Regions from separate parts of the Zea mays genome. Here region 2 is linked to region 1. Evidence: chromatin contacts called from public Hi-C data. All regions are on one chromosome and are shown on one strand. The core of a region is the stretch at or near the end of the contact, and the rest is flanking DNA. Distances in the headings are between cores, read along the strand shown. Region 1 holds the start of LOC100280027 (ELMO/CED-12 family protein). Region 2 holds the start of LOC103646132 (homeobox-leucine zipper protein HOX22).

Evidence for each region. A called contact is a pair of places that touch in the nucleus more often than the background predicts.
Region 2: a contact with region 1 is called in a Hi-C map of leaf, with 5 times the contacts expected there. The contact joins the promoter of LOC103646132 here to the promoter of LOC100280027 in region 1. A contact is called at or near these places in 6 of 25 Hi-C or Micro-C datasets (bundle sheath, ear, leaf and 2 more).

What each region holds. Positions count from the first base shown.
Region 1 is chr2:22,977,289-22,982,734 of Zm-B73-REFERENCE-NAM-5.0, reverse strand. LOC100280027 (ELMO/CED-12 family protein) reads left to right here and starts at 2,354. Exons shown (of 9, transcript NM_001152971.1): 1 at 2,354-2,710; 2 at 2,821-2,933; 3 at 3,998-4,066; 4 at 4,583-4,698; 5 at 4,788-4,842; 6 at 5,196-5,316; 7 at 5,430-5,446. The coding sequence starts at 2,626. LOC111590822 reads right to left here and starts at 1,115. Exons shown (of 2, transcript XM_023301603.1): 1 at 874-1,115; 2 at 230-788. The coding sequence starts at 939. The coding sequence ends at 381.
Region 2 is chr2:23,118,128-23,123,573 of Zm-B73-REFERENCE-NAM-5.0, reverse strand. It overlaps LOC103646132 (homeobox-leucine zipper protein HOX22), which reads left to right and starts at 2,044. Exons shown (of 2, transcript XM_008670850.4): 1 at 2,044-2,579; 2 at 2,711-3,503. The coding sequence starts at 2,145. The coding sequence ends at 3,061.

The sequences.
Region 1 (5,446 bases), core at 1,105-3,604:
TTAATTGGCAGAATAAACATGAGATTTACGGTCTATAGGTCTAGGAGAGACATGTATTTTGGTGAGTATGGAAAGGAATAGGTAACCATTTGTTTACTACAAAACCATACTATCTGTTCTGAATAGAAGTTGTAGGTTGTCCAAATGAACTGCTGCCAGACGTCAATTGTAGGAAGCAAATTATACATGTTTATTGTGACAGCAAACTGCAGAAGGCAAACTGAATGCATTGGCGAAAGGCAACGGCGATAACTAAGCAAAACCAACACGGATTCTAGGAGTCGGAAACAGACTCGAAATCCACCAACGGCAACACTGAACTATCAAATGGTTGGTTCATCTCTGCATATCGTCTGACTCTTTCATATAGTAGGTGAAAATCACACCAAAATTGAAAGGGGAGGGGGGACAATGAGCCGTTTCCAAAGGAGTAAACAAATTCGAAGGAGCATCATCCAGTAAAGAATCCAAATCGACTGGTGCACAGTAATAAAAGTAATTCCTTGTACGATCGCCCGACGATAGCTTGCCTGTAGGTCTGGCCTAGCCAAGGCGTTCGACCGAGAAGGGAGAGCGGGTGGAGGGAGGCGAGTGGCTGGCCGGTTGCCGGCTAGCCTACAGGCCTGGCCCGGCCGTGTGGAGGAGGGGCACTGCGCTGGAGCGATGGAGCCGTTGAGTGTGGCTGCGGCATGCGGAGGCGCTATGCAGAGCGGGACTTTGTGAGAGGGTATGTGCATGCGCCCGTGTGAGGGGTGGGAGGAGAAGCCGTCGAGCCTGATCGTCGCCACCTGTGTGACGAGCGCGAGTAAGGGAGGGAGCGGAATATGAGTGCCGACGTTGAGGAAGATATAGATGTGAGATGCAGAAACGCACCACGGGCATGTGCCTATGTGAGAGGCGGGAGGGGAAGTCGCTGGCGCCGTCAAGCATGAGCGTCATTGCCGTCTCATGTGTGCCGAGCGCGAGAAAGGATGCGGGCGAAGATGAGCATCGTCGTTGCGAGGAAGATGATGGGTGATGCAGAAACCTACTACGCGCCTACGCCTGTGGAAGAGGTGTGAGGGAAAGTCGCTGGCGCCGTCGAGTGTAGGCGTCACCGTCGTCGCCTGCGTGTCGAGGGCAAGTAAGGAAGGGAGCGGAAGATAAGCGTCGGCTCCGTGCCTTCGCTGTAAATAAAAGCGACAAGACGAAATTTCTAGATGCTTGACACATTGATCTTACCTTGGAAGATTCGAACACGAAAGGCAACAGTGAAGAGGACAATCCAGGCTCATTGTGGTCCTTACCGTTTTCCACCGCGCTCTTATCTCACCGTGTATCCGAAATCTGACGGCTGGTAGAAATAGAGCATACGTGGACAGCCTATCATAGCAGGTTTGCGTCAAGCTCTATTATATAGAAATTTGAACATCCTTTCTTTGAAAGTTCGGTTTTCTTGGGGAGGAGGACCGGAGGAGATGGTCGACATGCAGGATTGCAGGATGTCACCGTGCTTTGGTTACCTGGTGCTGGTGGCGTCACTGCCTATGTTGACATCAATGAAGACGGCACACTCTGTATCGGAGTTGGGTGGTACTGGGACGAAGACGAAGGGATCAACCTGGTGATGGAGAGAGACTATGGAACAGATGGGAGGCTCAGGGAGGTTCGTTCGAAAACTGAAGTAGAGCGCCGGTGGTATCAATCAGTTACATAATAACCCAAACATTCTTTTATTTTCTATTTTTCTGCTTTGATAACCTTTGTTTCGAAATAGCAGTGTAGGATCAACATCTGATACACAAAACCTGCCCGTTTGACAGCATTGATGTTAAGCTGTAATTTTTTGTTGCTTCTGTGGAATGTGGATGTTCTGGTTTCATCAATAAGAAAAATAAGCTTTCAATTGCCGTTGTCCTATGCGTCATATTTTATGCTACACAGCTACAGCCACAGAATGACTCGTTCAGAACGTTATATTTTGGCCACTTGCTGTGGAGTATGCTGACAGTTTTTGAGAAACCCACGCTGCATGCCTGCGTCTGATCTAGATCTTCGCCCATTAGGTGACAAGATTGATGACCTTGATCTGTCTTTGACATCTTTTATTCGTCTTTGATAAACTGATTTATCTCTGAACGTCAATATTCTTGAGTGAAATTCAGATCTGGCTCATCTTTTGGGGTCGAAAATTCCACCTGGATACTCCGAGCTTCAGCAGCCACCTTGCTTGAAGTCTCTGGGAGACCGGCACTGACTGAGGTCGTGGGAACGTTTGCTTTCTACGCCAAACGTCTGGCCCAGGCTGAAGCAAGGAAACCGCAATAATTCGCGCCACCATCGGGACGGCCGGACGGGAGCCACGCCAAACTAAGAAACGCCAAGTTGCCAGCCAAACGAACCAGCTAAAACAAGGGGGGGCAGCACCGCGGCGCGGCGCGGCGTGGGGACAGAGCCCTCGTGATCGATCCGTCCGTGGGATCTCGCGCACGCCAGGATTGGAGAGCCGCGGCCTCCCCCCGCCCCAACCAGCCATGGGTTCCCGCGCGGATCGCGGCTCTTAGACGCGGAGGAGGAGAGAGACAGGGGGAGGGGAAGGCCGAGGCCTAGGAGGCGTGGTGCAGCGCGCGAGCGCGTTCGTTCGGCATGGAACAGAACGACGGCTCGTTCCTCGCCGTGCGACGCCTCTCCGGCGGCGCCATCCACCACCATCGCCACCACTCTTCGCCGGGTACGCGCGTGGCGCTGGCGCCGTCGTTTGGTTGCGCTGTTTGCCTTCGTGCAGACTGCAGAGGCTCACGGTTGTGGTTTTCTCCCCCTTCCGTTTTCCTGCGCCCGCAGCTGAGGTCGTGGGCGTGTCCACGGCGTGGATCGGGAAGGGGCTTACGTCGTGCGTGTGCGCGCAGGGGACGGAGAGCGACGGGCGCCTCTCCTTCGATTTGAGTCCCATTCAGGTAAAAGCTCGTTCTCATTCCGTTATTTTATTATTGCTTACTAGATAAATGCCAGGTAAAACTAGTACCATGAATCCATAAAGCGTAAAGTATGAACATGTTTTTGTAGTTTGCGCTGCTGAAACGGTTTTTACTGTTTGAGCTGAAGCTATTTTCTAGAAAATGTTGGTAAATTAGATTCTCCTAGCTATTTTCTAGGGAAGTAAGTTGTCGAGCCTCCCGCCTGTGAACGAGCAAAACGAATCGATGCTAGCGCGGGCACGCCGCACGCGTGTGAGGGAGCGGGGCGTGGGGCAGGCCCACGTGTCGGCGCAGCATAACGGGGTGCGCGGCTAAGAAGGCGGGAGGACGATCGCGGGCGCGCGCACGAAACAGAAACAGGTTGGACGAAAGCCATCCGTAGATATCTCTCTTCGACACAGGGCGTTGTTAACATCTCTGTTTTTTCCCTGCGACATGGGATCATTATGAATGATGAATCCTCCCCTGAAAGTTTGAATATGAACTGGCAATATTGTTATGGGAACATAAAGGGGTTATTTGAGTCCGATAGGAGCGACTGTGGAAGCCGTACTGTCTTTAGCACAATGTATGGTTGGTATTATGATTCGCTCAGAAGGAGGAAAACTGTCATGTAACTGCAATTGCTTCTTCGACAGGTATGGTCTTTTGTGAATTGTGATTGCTTGGTGTGTTCTCCAATGCATAGGGCGATGAAAAATTCTTGCTCTCGTTTTGTTTCATAACGTAGTAGTTTATAATTTTATATGTCGACGTTGGGGCTAGAGACGGGTTAGAGACATTTCCTGTCTTCCTTGTGAATTGATTTCTGAGAAAAGAAATTGAAATATTAAGTTTTATAAAGAGCAATGAGGATGCAAATGTATAGAGAAAGTTTTCATTCCTCGTCCTTATTTTGCGATAATGGAAACATGAAGTAGTGTCATGTCATGCCATGCCATTATAGCATTGATTGCTTTGACACAGCATATCTTTCTGTGATTAACATTGTTTGCCATTGCCTCCATTATGTATTAAAATACACAGGTTATTCTCTGTTGCAGGAAGAGTGCTTGCATAGGTTGCAGAACCGGATAGAGGTGCAGTATGATGGTTCAAATCTAGAGCATCAGGTACAAGCATTAGCTGATATCAGCACCTTGTTAGTTTTAGCGTGCAACATCGTACTTGAAATTCACATTTGTTCTTTTGTTACCGTTGGTGCTGTGATGAACTTTGGTTTTTTCTTCAAATTCGAGATGACTATGGCGTGCCATAACATGCGTTGGTATACTTAATAGTACAGTTGCATTGCATGCACGTGCTTGGGTTGAGGGAAGAGAGGGAGGGGGACTAATATTTACCGCGTGACTGAGACGTGTATTTCAACCCATCATTTTAATTAGACACAAGTTTTTTTTTTGTTAAGGATCCTCAAATAGCCAACTGATACGATTGTAAAACAGTTATTTGCTTTGCTTATGATTTCTTACCGTTGCCAGTAATAATATGATCTGGTGCTACTGGGCCCTAAGAACTAAAAATATCTGAATAATTTCAGCTTCATATGGGAATCTATAGCATGTGTTTCCATCTTCTTTTCCTGAGTTCTATCTATTTTGGGTTATTTACTGACACAATTCCATTAGAAAGCACTGGTGGCCCTTTGGCATGCTTCTTTTCCTGGAACTGAACTTCTAGGATTAGTATCAGACCAGTGGAAGGAGATGGGATGGCAAGGGAAAGATCCATCTACAGATTTCAGGTCTGGCATCCCTTCTCTCCAACATTTGCAGCTTAGCATTCATTTGATATATTTTGAATGTGCAATAATATGTTCATCTGGACTTACAGGGGTGGTGGTTTTATATCTTTGGAGAATTTACTGTATTTCTCTAAGAAATATCCAGTGAGTAAAAAATACTTGACCCACCTGCCTGTTGACATTCATCTCAACATTTCTGTAATGCTGGATTGTGCCATTGATGTAGCGTTAGTTGCTATTCATTGAGCTCGAATTTGAAAGGATCTAAAGACTAATATAATAGTTCACATGCGCTTTGCTTTTTCACTGAAACTCTGCCTCCGTACCTCTTGTGCCAATTGAACAGTAAAGGTCTAAGATTTATCCATGTGTGGTGCACTATATAGTCAGAAAAAAAAACAATTGAGAATTCAGTTACTACCACTACATAAATACATTGAACTGGATCTTTTCAAATTGAGCCCCTAATTCAGCCCAGTGAACCGCTTTCTCTGCAGAAATCCTTCCATGAGCTCCTTCGTAAGCAGAATGGTGATAGAGCATTGTGGGAATACCCCTTTGCTGTAGCTGGTGTAAATATTACATTCATGCTAATTCAGATGCTTGATCTTCAAGCAGGTTCGTCTTCAAACTTTTCAGCATTTATTATTAAGTTGATCTGAACTGTGAAACTAGTTTGTTAATCGCCATTAACAATCTGAATACTTCGACTGATGTTGATGTCTCTGCAGCTAAGCCAACGTCATTG
Region 2 (5,446 bases), core at 795-3,294, 140 kb before region 1:
GCTACAGCTACAGCTACTGATTCATATTTCTGCATCGACATGGACCACGCGGAATTAAACCAGGACCCTGGCTTGTGCGATCCACGGTGCAGCGCGGGCGGGTAGACAGAGAGAGGCCAGGCCGCCAAGCAAGGTCTGGTGGCCACGCGGTCGCGCGCGCGAGCCAGCTTCCGATCCTCCACGCCGCCGACGACGACGCGCGCGCGACGCTGACCCTGGGCCCCCGCGCCACTCGGCGCGCGCCATGTGTCCGGCGCGGGGCGGCCAGGCGTCGCCGTCAGGGGCGGGCCCGGCGCCGCTCGCTCCCCCTCGTCCACCTTCTCATCCTGCCCCTGGTCCCGGCCCGGCCGCCGGCAATCAGCCCGCGCTACGCTTCTCTCCTGCACTGACCCGCCGCGTTTATCCTGCACACGTCGCCCTTTGCGGTCGTCGCCCGTGATTAATCGCGGTGGTGACCCGGGGGAAAGCCACTCGGCTGACGCGTGCCCGCGCGCTCGCAGTCGCAGCAGCGGGGACGGGCCGGGGATGGGTCTCATTCTCATCCGCCGGCACGGCACGAAATCGTGTGGCCGCGCCCGGCGCCGCGGGCTGCTTGCGAAACCTGTTTGCTCCTCGGCTCACTAGCTACGTGTACTGGTAATCTGGTATTAGTGCTTTACTCCTCCTGCTGCTAATCATCGCCTGTGGTCTTCGTCTTCGCTAGGGTTGCCGGGTCTGTTTTGTACTGTTGCTCGAGCCGATCACTTGCTTTTGCGGCTCGAGGAAGAAAGAAAGAAACCACCACACACCAAAGCAGTTAATGTGGCGGCCAAACTGGGACTGGGGTAACCACGTAGCCGTTGCGTAGGCAGCTGAGTATGCTAGAGTTCCACGCGAAACTGGTTGTTAATCGTATCGGATTACCGCTTTTTAACTTACCTGATCTGCTAGAACACGCATCATCAGAAGTTGGAAGACGACGACGACGAATAATCCCCTTTTCTTCCATTGGATCGATACACGGAGTCAGATAGGCGGGCCTGCTCCCCGCATGCGCATGCGTAAGCCAGGCTACAGCGTACGTACTTATCATCTAGCCTATCTAATCTTCTTTAGTCATCATGTCGTTTTTACGGCAGGCACACACCGCCTACCACGTACTGCCTGCCAGTAAACGCAACACGACACGGGTCGAACATGAACATGCCTTCGGCGGCACAGTACCGCGCGCGCGCAAGACGGCAGACCACCCGACTGGAGCGAACTGTCCGACTCGTACGTCCCCCGGCCGCCGCAACGGGACAAGCGTGGCGCGCCACCTCGACGACCCTTTCGGAGGAAGCCCCCTTGCACTGCACACCTGGCGCCGGTGACGGCGACCGCGCGCGGCACGGCACGCCCTTCCATCGGACCACATGTTCCAATTGCGCCCGTCTCCGTCCGCGCCCCGCACACCACCTCCGGCGCACACCTTTCCGCCGCCCATTGGCCGCTCGCCGGCGACTCCAGCAATCCAGGTGCTGTTTGGTTCAAAAAATGTAACGCAAATGGTAATGGTAATGGTTTCGGCTCGATTACTGGCGGTAACAAATTTGAATAGGCTGGTATCAAATTTTAGTGTGGTATCTTATTACGGTTGGACTAAAACAAACATGATTTAACGTTATCCGTTACTCATTACGTTACAAATATATAAACCAAACGGCACCCCAGTTCTTCCGTCGGTTATCCCTCCCCCCCGCACTGATCCCTTCCGGTTCCGGCTGAGAAGAGGGTCGGCCCGGCCCACCGGGGCCGAAGAATATCTGGGGCTCGTTCCGATCGCACGCGCCACGTGTCGGGCGCGGATCGCGAGGCGGCCGGATAACCATTGGACGACGGGCCACGGGCCGGATTCCGGACACTTGGCCGGGAACGGAAACAAAAGCGGCTTTGCTTGCCTGGTCTCGCAACGAGCGGGGCGGGCCCTAGGGCTTCTTTTATCCGCAATCGCAAAGGCCACATGTTCGCATCGCCGGACGTGGACACGTAACGCCGCGCGCCGGGTATAAAACGGGGGGCCGAGCGGGACGGTACCACGGAGTCCCGGCCGGCTGGTAGGAAGAACACACACCGCTTCTAGTAGCTATAGCTAGGATCCAACGATCGATCGATCCATCGACGACATGGACAGGCCAGATCACCAGCAGCAGCAGTTCTTCATGCCGACGACGGTGCAGGTGCCACAGCCACAGCAGCAGCAGCAGCAGCTCTGCGTCCCGATGCTCGACGAGCCGCCGTCCTCGTTTTTGGCGGGGAGAGGCGGAGGCGGGGCGTCGGGGAGGGGGGAGAGGAAGCGGCGGTTCACGGAGGAGCAGATACGGTCGCTGGAGTCCATGTTCCACGCGCACCACGCCAAGCTGGAGCCCCGGGAGAAGGCGGAGCTGGCGCGGGAGCTGGGCCTGCAGCCGCGGCAGGTGGCCATCTGGTTCCAGAACAAGCGCGCCCGGTGGCGCTCCAAGCAGCTCGAGCACGACTACGCCCTGCTCCGCGCCAAGTTCGACGATCTCCACGCCCACGTCGAGTCCCTCAAGCAGGACAAGCTCGCACTCACCACTCAGGTAATCACTGTGAACCTCCGATCCGCGCGCACGCGATATCCTTCCTGATAATCTCTGAACATAACATGCTGTACGACAGTCCGTTGCTGCATGACTACTGATCAAAAGTTTGTTCCATGACTACTGACCAGTTGAGCGAGCTAAGCGAGAGGCTGAGGGAGCGGGACGACCGGGCCGCCGCCGCCGGCGGCGGCGGCCGCGAGACGATGGCTAGCAGCAGCAGCTGCATCGGCGGTGGTGGTGAGGAGGAGGCGGAGGACGACAAGAGGAACGTCCTGCTGTTCGGATGCGTCGACATGGAGCCGCCCGCCGAGAGCTGTGTGCTCGTCGGGTCGACGTGCGCGGCGCTGGCCGACGTCTCGGTGGAGTCCGAGTGCGACGACCAGCACCTTCACTACGACGACGAGTTCCCGGAGTCCTACTGCGCCATGCCGGAGCTGTGGGAGCCCTGGCCGCTTGTTGAGTGGAATGCGGTGGCCTGAAATGGAGAGGCTAGTACATAGGCTTAAGGCTCGTGTGTGTGTAACGTACGTGCATGTCGCCGTCGCCGCGCGCCATGGTGCTCTCGACGCAACTGATGGAGAGAACTGGCCGCTTTGTGCCAATGGAGGATGGGGCCAGGCGGTAGGTCGCGGGATTCGGAGCGCGACGGAAACATGGAACTAGTGATCGAGGCATGGCGACCTTTGGAGTTTGGAGGCAAATCACCCAATGCCAATACTGCTTTCTTCCACGCTGCAAAAAATCAACGGTATTGGTTCAGAGTCGCCCGCGGTGGTAGCGAGTTGCACGGCTTGTTGCAGCCTTTTTGTTGGTGTGGTGGTGTTTCGAGGTTTCAATAATCTAATGGAAGGATGGTCGCTTCACAAATATATATTGTATTGTGCGTGTACATTTGAATGTATATATGCTTGCTTGCAAAAAGTCAACCTCGTGATTCTGCAGGATTCTCCGAGCGCGTCGATTACGGTTACTGTACATTTAAATGTAGTCCCTCCACATACTACTTTTTTGTCAAGTAATTTTTTGTCAACATAGCCCTTTACACGGACCAGGAAATTGCAATGTTCGTTTAACTTTTCTGTTGGACTTGTGGAGCTAGATAATCATCCACTTGGCTGTAAATTGTAAATTATAAGGCGTTGTGGCTTCTCTACATTATTGTTTTTATTATTATATATCTAAACATACAATAAATATTAGTATATATCTATGAAAGCCATAATATCTTATTGGTACGGAAAGGTAGAAACAAATAACTATGTAAAAGCCATAATATCATAACTTTGGTTGCCTTCTGAAGAAACTAGGACCCAGAATTGCACAACTAATGGGAGAATCACAATATCCACGAGGCCAAAACGAAGTTCTCGGGGCTTGATAATAAAAGAAGTAGGTTTCATCAAAGTTCTAATTTCATCAGCTCGATCAAATGTTTTGTTTTCATATACATATATGCTCTTCCTATCATTTGGTCTCATCATTTAACTTTTCATCATGTCCTCAAGATCCCAGAAAGAATGAGTAACTGCAAAATCATTATGTTAATTTGTATATTTTCCATTATAAAACTTCACCGTCCGGCAGGCCTATGACTTGTGCCATCATTATTCTTTTTTCTAGACGCGATGGCATGGACAACCAAATAAAATCATTATAAAGGTGAGTTGAAGTTGAGAGTGAATCGACTTATATTTACTGTTTATAAGTCAATCTACTCTCAAGTCCAATGTACCTTCACGTTGGTGTCGGTACTGCGATAGCTCGTTTAGTTTACGAAATGTAACGTAAATGATAATAGTAACGATTCACACTCGAATAACGACGGTAACAAATTTGAATAAAATGGTATTCATTTGTAGTGTGGTATCGATTACGATTAGATTTAAACAAACATAATTTAACGTTATCGATTACGCATTACGTTACCAATATGTGAACCAAATGACAGCTGAAATGTACCCCACTGACCGTCGGTGAACACCCGAGAACGCCCGCATCCTTCGCGACGAAACAAACACGCTCGCTCTTGGGCACGAGAGAACGTCCCTATCGCACACACCCGCACGTATTCCATCCACAAGCTAAACACACATCCTTTGCTTCTCTAATTTTACTTTGGCCGCTGCCTTCCGTCGACGTCGTAAGCTCGTGTGGCCGCTATACTCACAGTAGACGACCAAAGACGTGCCGGGCAACACCTTTGGTAGCTAGCGCAAAAAACATTCGGCTCGTCCCCTCGTGCAAGCAACGGCGACACCCATCGACTTTTTCGTCTCGTTCTTTGCCGCGTCGCGAATCACCTTTCAGTTTCACTGTGCAGGGCGCAAGACAAAAAGGACAGGAGGAGGAGGAGGAGGGCAGCCATGAGAAAGTTCTGGACTCCTAGCTAGCCCATCTGGTCCCTGCCGCTGAACGGGTGGCCAAAAGGAGTCCTCTCGGACAGTGTCAAGATAGGAACGTGAAAACTATTTTGCCAGCTAGGCAAGAGGGCGAGACGGATTCTCGAGGATTCAGCAGATTATTATTCCGTAGACGTATGAGATGCATGGCCCCACGTATATTTGGAAGCGTTTCGTTAGGGGAAACGGCGTTTATTTGTCGAATAAGGTTCTCTGGCTTTCTTCAGCTGTTCAAGGCAACAATGGTAAACTGTGAGAGAGAATATTCATAAATGGCTTAAAAAAAAGCAGACGGAGATTACACATCAACTTTGGCTTTGGCCTTTCATGCTCTCACAGTTTACTGTAGCTGCGAGGGACTGCAGCCGCAGTTGAACAAAAATAAAAATAAATGACTATGACATTATTTTTAACAAATAAAAAATAAGAAAACGTCGAACTGGTCAGGGTGGTTTCGCTGGTCTG